Linked DNA regions of Sus scrofa: region 1 is linked to region 2. Evidence: chromatin contacts called from public Hi-C data. All regions are on one chromosome and are shown on one strand. The core of a region is the stretch at or near the end of the contact, and the rest is flanking DNA. Distances in the headings are between cores, read along the strand shown.

Region 1 (5,564 bases), core at 1,322-3,821, 58 kb before region 2:
AGTGGAAGATGGAAAGGAGAGGGAGAAGACTAGGACTGAAGTGGGCGAGAGACTGGGGAGGAAGGCACCAAGTAGACAGAGCCGAGAGCCTCCTCGAAGCCTGGCAGGTCGCGGGTGCTCCCGGGCTCCGCAGATTCCCGGGGCCCGCCCTGGCTGGACCTCGGCGCCTACCGAACCTTAGGTGCGGTCGAGCCGCCCCGGGTTCCTGGAGCTCGCGATCACGCCGGGAGCAAATCGCCCTCGATGGGCTGGAAGCGAGGTCCCGGAGCGCCCGCGGGGACGCGCCCGGGTCCCTGCTGATCTCCAGCGCCGCGACACGCGCTGACCTGCTGAGCCCTTGCCAAACATCCCCACTCGCCGGCCTCGACTCTGCAGGTACCGGGGCAAAATATCTTGTGTATCAGACCACTTCGGCTCACCGGCCCCCAAAGCCTTCTCGTTCCCACCCAACCCCTTACTAGATGCAGCTTGTAGTTGTAGTTCCAGACCGGTGTGTTTACTCTCCGCCAACAACCAACTCCCGGCCCTGCCTGCAGTCCTTCCCCAGACCTCCGCCGCAGTTGCCCGAAATGACACGCACCCCCCTCGCTGGGCGCCTCCTGAAGACTCGGAATGCGGCCACTTTCTTACTCGTCCCGGGCAAACACACAAAACCAGACAACTCGCAATCACCGAACCGCATCCTTCTAAGCTTTGAAACTCTCTGCCTAAGCCTGTGGCAAGGGGTATATTCTACTTTGATTTGGGGTTCTTTAAAAAATGAGGGGGGTGGCTAAGTGGTGGTTGTACTTTTAAGGAAGCTTTGCATAGCCCCCCAAGCTTACTCTAATATTGGGTCATCCAACCCTCAAACATCTCTCTGCATGTCTGTGTGTCTGAACTCATCCTATGCTTGTCCACACCAAGTCCTAACCCTACAAAAGGATGACTGTCTTGAACACACACTTCACACCTGTCCCTTTCTCAGCTGGGTGATCTGTGTGGATCCGTGTCCTTCTCAACTCGCCCCCAGCAAGTAACAACCAATTGTCCTGGGTGATGGGAGAGGAGGTAACAAAGAATAATTGAAGGCTGGCAGAAGGACGGAAAGACAGCTTTCCTTGGAAACCTCCTTAAGCATTCTGTTCTGTTCTCCCTCTGGGTCTGAAGAGCATGTCTTTGCTTATACCTGCAGTTCACTAACACAAAATTTAAACACCTTTTCCTGAAAACTGAAGTAGTGGTAAAGAGCTATAAGAGGGCAAGGGTGGGTTTTTTCCCTACGTACTCTACTGGAGCTGCGCTGTAGTGTATTTGAGATGCAAAAGAGCATCACGTGGCTGAAATGCTGGAAAGTATAGATGTTGCAAACCCTACCTGCCTCCACTGATCCTGATCCTATGACTTACATGTGTATTTCATCCTTCAGTGCAGAATAAGAGACACCAAAAAGAAAACTACAAGGGTGAATATTATTTGTTTTAGTGGCACCAAAAAACACCAATCCCAGGAATTTATTAAATTAAAATCACAGTTCTTTAAATTTATTTAATAATTCAAATTGTGTGTTTGACTTTAACTTAAACCTCTGGTAAAAATTTACGGGAGACGGTCAATTATGGTACTTGAGCAAAAATTCTAATTTAAAAATAAATAATATAAAAAAGTAACAAGTATTTGGATATACTCACAACATTTGTGGGTTTTTCTGCTTGGCTGCTGCTCTGTAAAACAATGCATTGCTCATTTTTAAAAAGGGCATTAATTAATATTGCAGTTTAGGACCTTTATTATAGTAATTCCCAGATAATCTTTTAAACAAACATACCTTTTTCTAATTTTAGTCAATTCACATGTAACCGAATATTTAAACAACAAATAAAAAGTTTTGATTTTCTTCCTCGTGTAAAATTTAGCAAACTCCAAGTATATTCAATATTGACTACCCAGAGAAATGACAGCGCAATTTCCAGAAACTCTCCCAAAGATACCTTCCAATGTCTCGCCTGATTTTAGTTGTATTTGTACCATTTTTTCTTTTTAATTCCTCTATAGAAATTGAATCAAATAAAATTCGGTGAGGAAAGGAAACTATTTCTAAGGTGGTTTTAATTTACTGATTATTTCAGAGAAAAAGAATTAGCAGTGAGGAGAGAGTGAAACTGTCAGGGGAAAAGAAACATTTTGTTCTTCAAACCTATAAATCTTCCTAGAGAACAGAAACTACGCGGGCGATTTATAGAACAGCATTATCTTGGGTTTCCCTCCCAGATCTGACTCAACTAAATAGCCTGTTCCATGAAAGTGCTAGATCAGGTGGGTATGTCTATAGAGGTAAGAAACGCGGTTTCTCAGACAGCGAATCTAGGTGGACGAGCCTCTCGATTGCTGGAGGAGGCTTCGAGCACCAGGCTTGGGAGGAAAGGGGTTAAGGCAGACCCTGACTTTCTCCGCGCAACGTGCCCAGTTTTGTCTGTTCAAGTCAACGTCGCCCAGCAGGAGCCAACCAATGGGCGGCCGAGAGAGTCCGGTACCGCCCAGTGAAGGGGCGTGGCCTGAGGCTGTCACTCAGCAGTGAGGAATGACACCCGGGCGGGAGGGGGTGGGGTACGGTGGAACTCTGGGGAAGGAAAGAGAGAAGAAACAGATAAAACCAGGACAGGGGGTAAAAAGGTGCCCCGTGTCTCTTGGAATTCAACGGCCGCCGTCGCCCCCACCGCAGCCACAGCCACCAGGGGTGGGCTCCGGAAGAGCCAGCCCAACAGGGAAAGGAGACGACGATCCAGGAGTGAAATCGTGCAGACAGGGAAGAGGCAGAGGCGCAAAGAAAAAGTGACTCGGGCCGTGCGCCCCAGAGGCGCTCAGGAGGGGATTGCAGCCGCAGAGGGGCCTCGCCGATCCTCCCCCCACGTCCTCCGAGGGGCAGACCCCGGCCCGCCCCTAAGGGCGCGAGGCGATGAGATAATCCAGCTGAGCTACGAAAGGAGAGCGTCTGGAGCTGGATTGGGGGGGAGGGGGGTCTCCGGGTGGGGTGGGCCTCGGAAGTGGGGGTGAGGGTCGGCGCTGATCCCGGCCGGGCCAGAGGGGGGCGGAGGCTGCTGGGCAGCGCAGGAGTGGGCTGCAGGGGCCTCGCGCGCGGGGCTCACTCGCGCAGCGGCGGCCCGCGCGCTCCATCCAGCTCGGTGCTGCCGCGAGCCCCAGCCGCCTGCCTGGCTGGCCGCTCCGGCCCGCGGCGCAAATGGCTGTGCGCGGCGCCAACACCTTGACGCCCTTCTCCATCCAGGCGATCCTCAACAAGAAAGAGGAGCGCGGCGTTCTGCCCGCGCCGGAGGGGCGCCCCGTACCCGGGGGCACAGCGGTGGCAGTGGCTTCGGCGCCCGCTGTCTGTTGCTGGCGGCTCTTTGGGGAAACAGACGCGGGCGCTCTGGGGGGCGCCGAGGACTCTCTGCTGGCGTCGCCTGCCAGGACCAGAACGGCTGCGGGGCGGACCGCGGAGAGCCCGGGAGGCTGGGACTCGGACTCGGCGCTGAGCGAAGAGAACGAGGGCGGGCGACGCTGCAAGGACGCGCCGGGGGCCAGCGGGGCCTGCCGTGCAGGAGGGACCCTGGGCCTCGGCCAGACGGTCTGCGAGCTGCCCGCCGCCAAGGACCTGGACGAGGAAGCCGCGGGCCGGAGCGACAGCGAGATGTCGGCTAGCGTCTCAGGTCGGCTGAGGCTTCACCGGGAAGGGGGCTGGGCTGAGGGCTTGGGAAAGGAGGGCAGCCACGCCGAGTAGGGTGGGCCGCCGTAAGCACCCTGCGCCCTGGGGCCCCAAAGTGTCCAAGACCTAAGTTCTGCATGCCGGCGCCGGCTGCCCTTAAAACCCGCCGCTTCCGAAACTGAGCCCGAGAGAGGACCAAGCAGCTTCTCAGAGTCCTGCGAACTGAGACAGGATGTTTTAGAACTGGGCACTGCACCCTGGCTTTGAGTCCATTGTTAGTGCCTTCAGCTTAGTCTGTCCCCAGATCTCCAAAATCAATGAAAGGGAAGAGCCAGGGAGCCCAGACATCTCGGGTGGCCAGTGCCCTGGCCCTGGCCCAGAGATCAGAGGTGTTCCCAGCTGGAAATCCCAGAGCCAGGCCCCACTGCTCAGAGATAGGTAGGAGGGTATCTAAGCAGGCCCAAGGCCAACCGAGCCAGAGCTTTGGGAGAAGGGTTTATTTAGCTTCCCAGACCCCACGGCCGAGAGAGCTGCGCTGGGCTGAGGACCCGAGAGCTGAAGGTAAACCTTGCAGCCAGCTGCTGGTAGAGGGGCTTGATTTAGGTCATCCCATACTCAGCGGGGAGAGGCATCTCCTCAGCCACGAGCAGGCACAGTCACTTGGTCAGAAAAACCTCAGACCTTCGAGCCTGCCCCTCCGTTGGACAGTGCTGTAGGCCTCGTGCTGGCCCCAAACAACTAGTATCTGCTGCAGGCTAGAGTGCTGGACCTCTCTGCTAGGGCGCTGCGGGGACAGCGGGAAAGACGCCAAGGAGCTGGCGTCAGATTAGGGTCCAAGCAGACACCCCCCTTCACCCCCAATTCCCAGCTCTCTTTTCATTGCTTTTCGAAGAGAGAGGGAGAAGCCTATTGCCACAGCCCCCTCCTCACAGTTTCAGGTGGGTGGGGCCGTAAGCCTCTGACTGCTTGTCTCCAGGATCTGTCTCCCCATTTTCCCTTTAGGAGCAGCTAACGCGAGTGTGCTGTGGTGACGAGTGTGTGCGAGCGGGTGTGGGGAGGTGGGTGAACCCAGGAAGGGATTCTGAAAGGCCATCTAGAACCTCAGGTCTCAGCGCTGAGAGCGGAGAAGGCTTGCAAGGATGCTCAGGCCCCAAAACCCACGTTGCTGAAGGGAGCCTGAGCCCAGAGAGGGCAGGGAGCTGGATCTTGGCAGCACAGCGTTGATAGAGCGCCTGAGTCCTTTGCCCACTCATAACAAGACAAGATACAAGAAACGAGTGGAACAGGGCTCTAAGACTCGTCTCCCGGACCCGCGGCTTCCAGGCTCTTCCTATCACTCGGGTGGGATCAAAGAGTATTTCCGCCCCCCACACCCATTCCGCGGTTGAGGACGGACCTCATTCCTCTGCAGCGCTGACAGTCTCTTGTTTCTGTTCCCACCGGGTCCGCAGGCGACCGCAGCCCGAGGGCCGAGGACGACGGTGTTGGCACCGGTGGCGCACGCGTGCCCACCTTGTGCGGAGGCGGCGGCGGCGGCGGTGGCGGCGGCGGCGGCGGCGGGCCGGCGGGCGGCGCGGAGGAGGAGGAGGAGCCCGCGGCTCCCAAGCCGCGCAAGAAGCGCTCCCGCGCCGCCTTCTCCCATGCGCAGGTCTTCGAGCTGGAGCGCCGTTTCAACCACCAGCGCTACCTGTCCGGGCCCGAGCGTGCAGACCTGGCCGCGTCGCTGAAACTCACTGAGACGCAGGTGAAGATCTGGTTCCAGAACCGTCGCTACAAGACCAAGCGCCGGCAGATGGCCGCCGATCTGCTGGCCTCGGCACCTGCCGCCAAGAAGGTGGCGGTGAAGGTGCTGGTGCGCGACGACCAGAGACAGTACTTGCCCGGG
Region 2 (5,018 bases), core at 722-3,221:
TCACATATCTTTTTCTTCTAATTCTCATTAACATATCCAGTGATGTGGAAAGTCCTTGGTATTGGTGGTGGGGACTAGGGTAAGAACTGGATCTGACAGCACCTGGGGAGTGACTACTTGGATAGCCTTATCTACAGATGAAGGGATGGAGGTTCTACACAGGAATCCTGTTTAAGGTAGCATGTGTAGAAAGCAGTGATGCTCCAATATGGACCAGGTCTAATGAGGAAGGTGAGGGTGATAATTATACTGGTTAGTACTGAGTGCTTATTATATGGCAGGTATTATGTTATGTTACACTGCAGTGATTACTTCATTTATTCACAACCCTATGAAGGAGGTAGTGCTTCTATTTTATAGATAAGGCCATTGTGACTCCAGGTCACACATCTGGCAAGGGCAGGTCTGTGATTAGAATTTCAGTGCTGCTGCTAGGGATGGGTACCTCTTTACACCGTACTGCTGTCTCATTTGAATTCCCCTATCCTTTCCAGGACTACTGCCCTTGAGACAAGCTTTTGGTGACTTAAGAGTCCTCATCTGTAAAGTGAGATAATTTTACCTATTTTATGGGGTTTCCATGAGGACCGAACGTGATAATCCCTGTAAAGTAACTCACGAGGAGACAAACATAGTAGGTGGATTATTGCAGAATTTATACCACTATACTGAAATTTTCACTTACGTCTTTGACCTACCCTACAAGACTGAAATCATCCGTCTGAAACAGCAGTTTCCAAACGTTTGGGGCTCACAACCTCCTGTTACACTCTTATTATGGATCCCAAAGAGCTTTCGCTTACGTAAATTACAGCTATCATTACTGTATTGAAATGAATCCTGAGAAGGATTTGAATGAGAAAGACAAGCACAGGCTTGCTTCCTTAGTTGTCAGAGTGGTTATGTCATATACATCATGAATCCTCTGGAAAACTTCTATGTATATTTGTGAGAGCATGAACGCGAAAAAAGCAAAAGCAAAAAAAAAAAAAAAAGTTGTTTGAATTAATCAGGAGAATAGTTTCGACTTTATTAGACATTCAGGGTTCCCCAGACCCCATTTTGAGAACTGCTGTTCTAGCTTATGACTTTCGTGTAAGAACCATCGGATTCCATGGTTTGTACGAAGAAATCTAGGGTTTCAGAGGCGAAGAGAAGGCAGCATCAAAGCTATATTCCACTCCCGGCAACTACCGCAGCCTCGCCGCCGCCCAGCAGCGACGTCCTCAGCAACCGCCCTCTCTTCGGCCGCGCAACCTCTCTTCCTGGGGTGTGACCCCCAGCGCTCGCACGGCTCCAGAGACCCCACCACTGCGCGCTCCGCCGGGCAACCGGCGTCCTGTGCGCCTGAGACCGGCCCCGGGCCCCGCCCCTCCGCCTCTCCTCCGGCTCTGGCTTCCCTGGCAACCGCGGCGCGCAGCCCGGGCGTCACACCCCCCTCCCGCCCCTTCGGGCTAAACCATTCGCATCAGGGACCTTCACGGGGGGGTGGGGAGATGTAAACGAGAGAAATTCATAGAACATCTGTGCAAAGCTCTGCTTCCATTTTTCTACCCAAGTTTAATGATACACATGCTTTTTTTAAATTCCGCCAACTAAGCCTGCGAGGGTGGCGCCCCGTCCCGCCTGCGGCGTTCGAACGCCCCCTCCTCGCAGGCCGGCGGATGGTCCGGCGCGCCTAGGAGGCTCACAGTGGGCGCGGGTTAGCGCAGGGGCGGGGGGCGAGCGCCCGACGTAACGCGCAGGGGACGGGGCCGCGCGCAGGGGGAGGGGAGGCGGGCAAGATGGCGCCCGGCGAGTGACTCTCCCAGGAAAGCTCCAGCGCCCGCGGAGACGCCGGGGCGGGGGGGACCCTGCCCTCCGCTGCCGCCCTTCCTCCTCTCCCCCGCCCCCGGAGACCCCCTCCCTTCCTGCACTCCTTCGGCGGGAGTGGGAGAGGGAGGGGAGGCGGGCCTGGTTCCTGGGACACCATGTCGGACTCCGAGGAGGAGAGCCAGGACCGGCAACTGAAAATCGTCGTGCTGGGGGACGGCACCTCCGGGAAGGTCAGTCCTCGAGTGGGCCCTCCGTGCCAGGCCTGCGGGAACCCCGGCGCGGCCCCAGCCTCCTCCCCGCCTCCCGGCGTCGTCCTGTATCCCCGAGCCCTGGGGCTCGTGGGCTGGGATCCGCCAGGTCGTGGCCTGGGGCCAGACGCGAATTAGGCGCTCGGTGAAGTCCGACGAGAGCTATCCAGCTCTCTCTATTATTCCTATTATTATTTTCACAAAGGTCACTTCCTAACTCTCTGCCCGGATCCCGAACTCCTGTTTCTTCAAGACACGAGCCAGCATCGTCTGCCTGGGACGCTTTCCAGCCTCTCGCCTCTGAGGACTGGCAGGGGTCCGCCAAAGCGGCTCACCTCTTTTTCTTTGGTTCACGTCACTCTGCTCCTTTCCCCCCGTTTACCGTTTCTGATGCCTCCACTGCACTGGGAGGTCCCAAGAGCCTGACTCTGCGTCTGCTTCCCTGGCTGAGAGAATTGGGGTTCCAGCACTCACTGGTCGGGTCCTTGGAGGGCTAATTGCTATCCTATTTGTGCTTCGTCTGTAAGATGGGTGTGTTGATAAAGGTCGCCTTGAAGGGTGAAGTGTGCAGATCTCCATTAAATGCGAAAGTCCACATAAAGCTTTCCGCACATGGTGTGCACTCAGTAAACGTGAGTTCCTGTTTTAGAGCATCATACCTGTTCATCTCTGTTACCAGCACAGCACCTGTCAACACAAGCATTCATTCAGCAAAAGTCTGTTAAGCTCCTATTCTGGGCCGGATGCTGAGGGCGGAGCTGCCAGCCTGAGGAGGGGATCCTTGACTTAAAGTCTGTCCTTTGGTGACAGTTGGTTGAGCGAATGAGACTGAGTGTATGAATATCTGGTAGGCAGTCCCCTTACATTATAGGCAAGGTTTTTAACCCAGGATTGTGGAGCTCCTGAAATGGACTGAACATTGCGTTTGCTTTTTGGAGAGGGTCCATAAGGTCTTAAAGCGGTTTATGATCCATTCTCCAAATAAGGTGAAAAGCCTCTGCCCTGGGAACCTTCACACCTGTTGCTTGTATTAGTAGCGTCAACACTGTTCCTGGGAATATTGCTAAAGTTTATCTTCTTTCTTCTCCCAATCCCTTTTCCCAACAAGAATCTTCGGAAAGGCAGGGTTTCCGTTTTCACCTTCATGTTTCCGTGTTACGGGTGTAGTTTGGACCCGGGTGTCTGTGGTGAGGACTGCTTGCTGCATTTTCCTTGGCAGTTGTCACTGCACAGCTGTTCCTGTCCTTCCCTCAGATTTGCGTTGCTAGGGCCCCGAGAAACGTGTCATTCATATGTAAAATTTGGAGAACTCTTGTTAATTTCACTCTGGCCATTCTTGGTATTTGTTATTGATTTTTATTGTTGAGGAAAAACAACTTAATATGTTCTGATTACTTTTAAACATTTTGAGGAAGGAAGGAATTTAAGTCGCTTTTTAAATGAAGTATTTTTTGTACATTTACAACAGTATTTTGAATGGATGAATTGTTTTAAATAAATCAGCATTGTTTCTAACATCCTTATTAAGAAAAAACTTTAAGTGATATTTTTATAGTTTTCTCATTTGTACTTTCTTTTGAATGACTTCTAATTTTTCATTTTCCAAATATTTTTATGGTTAACTATAACTGAAGTTATTTCCTGTTTAAATTATAGTGACTATCTATAACACTAATACACTTGTATGAAGACACAGAAATGTCCATTATCCTACATTCTATCGTAATTCTTTTTTTATCCCAATATTCATCCATTATCATTCATGCATTTCTCTTTTGAAATTTGTTCACAATTTCCTATCTAGGTTTTTCATCTGGCCTTTCACACTTTTTCCCTTTGTTGCTAATTTAGTGTGATAATTAGGGTTTTTCCTCTCTGTCTAAAATTCTATCTAGTGTAGGACAAAGCATTTTTTTTCCAATTTGTATTGTCGAATTAGGGCTATCGCACTTCAAAGGATAACAGTGATACTCTTTATGGTGTTCTGATTTAGTCTTTGTCATCTTATCTATTTTAAAATGTAAAGGCTTTTTCTGCCAGAAATTTCTGGATACCAGCATCAGAAATTAAGCTTTTTTTGTTTTTTGTATATCAAGCTTTTTTTTCCCCCCATACACTATTCAGCTTTCATATTATTGGTGTATTATTGGCAGCTACCGACATTTCCATTCTATTTCTTTTACCCTCCTTTTCATTTATGAATTCAGCCTCTCTTTAGTTCTTATTTGTATCCTGATTTAACTTCTGGCCATTTTCTTTTTGCCTCAGTTTTTCTTGCTAGTTTTAACTCAGGGCATTTTTATATACCCTGACAGAAGCAGGAGAGTATTGAAATGACCACTAAGAGTTCCTGCAAGAGAAATTTAGCTCCTCCTCCTATTAACACGTGTTTCTATTTCTTTCCTGTTTTGACTCATGCTTTGTGTTTTATTACATATTTCTTAAGATTTTTTGAGGCAGATTATTCCTTCATGGTGTTTTTTCAGTATTAATACATGTACTCTGATTAAAAATTGTTAGTAAAAGTTTACCAAACAAAAACTATAAAGAATCAGATAAAAAAGTTACATTTATAGTTGATGGTGTTCACTTCATAATTGTTTTAAGAAAAGTACTTATACAATGACTTGTGAGAAATTATTGAATGTGAAAGATAGCACGATATCTAGATAATTAAAGAGGAAGTGCCTCCCACTTATTCAGTTGCTCCTCTGTTTAATTTTTATGCTAAGATGTCTGGAGATGATGTAAAAACCCATTTTAATATTCTTTATTTCCAGTTACCTATACTTTCGACAGATTATATTCTATTCCAGTTGAAAATTCTAGTTTTACGTTTCCCTCAAAAGTGTGAGGGTGGAGTTTCAAAATCTCTAAGTCTTATTTTAAGGAAAAGAAACCAAATTTTTCTGAATATTTGTTAATGTAAGAATTGAATTTTGAGAAACTTAAATG

What was found. A called contact is a pair of places that touch in the nucleus more often than the background predicts.
Region 1: a contact with region 2 is called in a Hi-C map of embryonic fibroblasts, with 4 times the contacts expected there. The contact joins the promoter of NKX3-2 here to the promoter of RAB28 in region 2. A contact is called at or near these places in 1 of 5 promoter capture datasets (liver), 7 of 47 Hi-C or Micro-C datasets (embryonic fibroblasts, fetal heart ventricle, heart right ventricle and 2 more) and 1 of 2 datasets of contacts at active chromatin or transcription factors (alveolar macrophages).

Annotation. Positions count from the first base shown.
Region 1 is chr8:9,180,347-9,185,910 of Sscrofa11.1, reverse strand. It overlaps NKX3-2 (homeobox protein Nkx-3.2), which reads left to right and starts at 2,571. Exons shown (of 2, transcript XM_003356860.4): 1 at 2,571-3,683; 2 at 5,131-5,564. The coding sequence starts at 3,218.
Region 2 is chr8:9,121,981-9,126,998 of Sscrofa11.1, reverse strand. RAB28 (RAB28, member RAS oncogene family) reads left to right here and starts at 1,971. Exons shown (of 7, transcript NM_001123175.1): 1 at 1,971-2,045. The coding sequence starts at 1,971.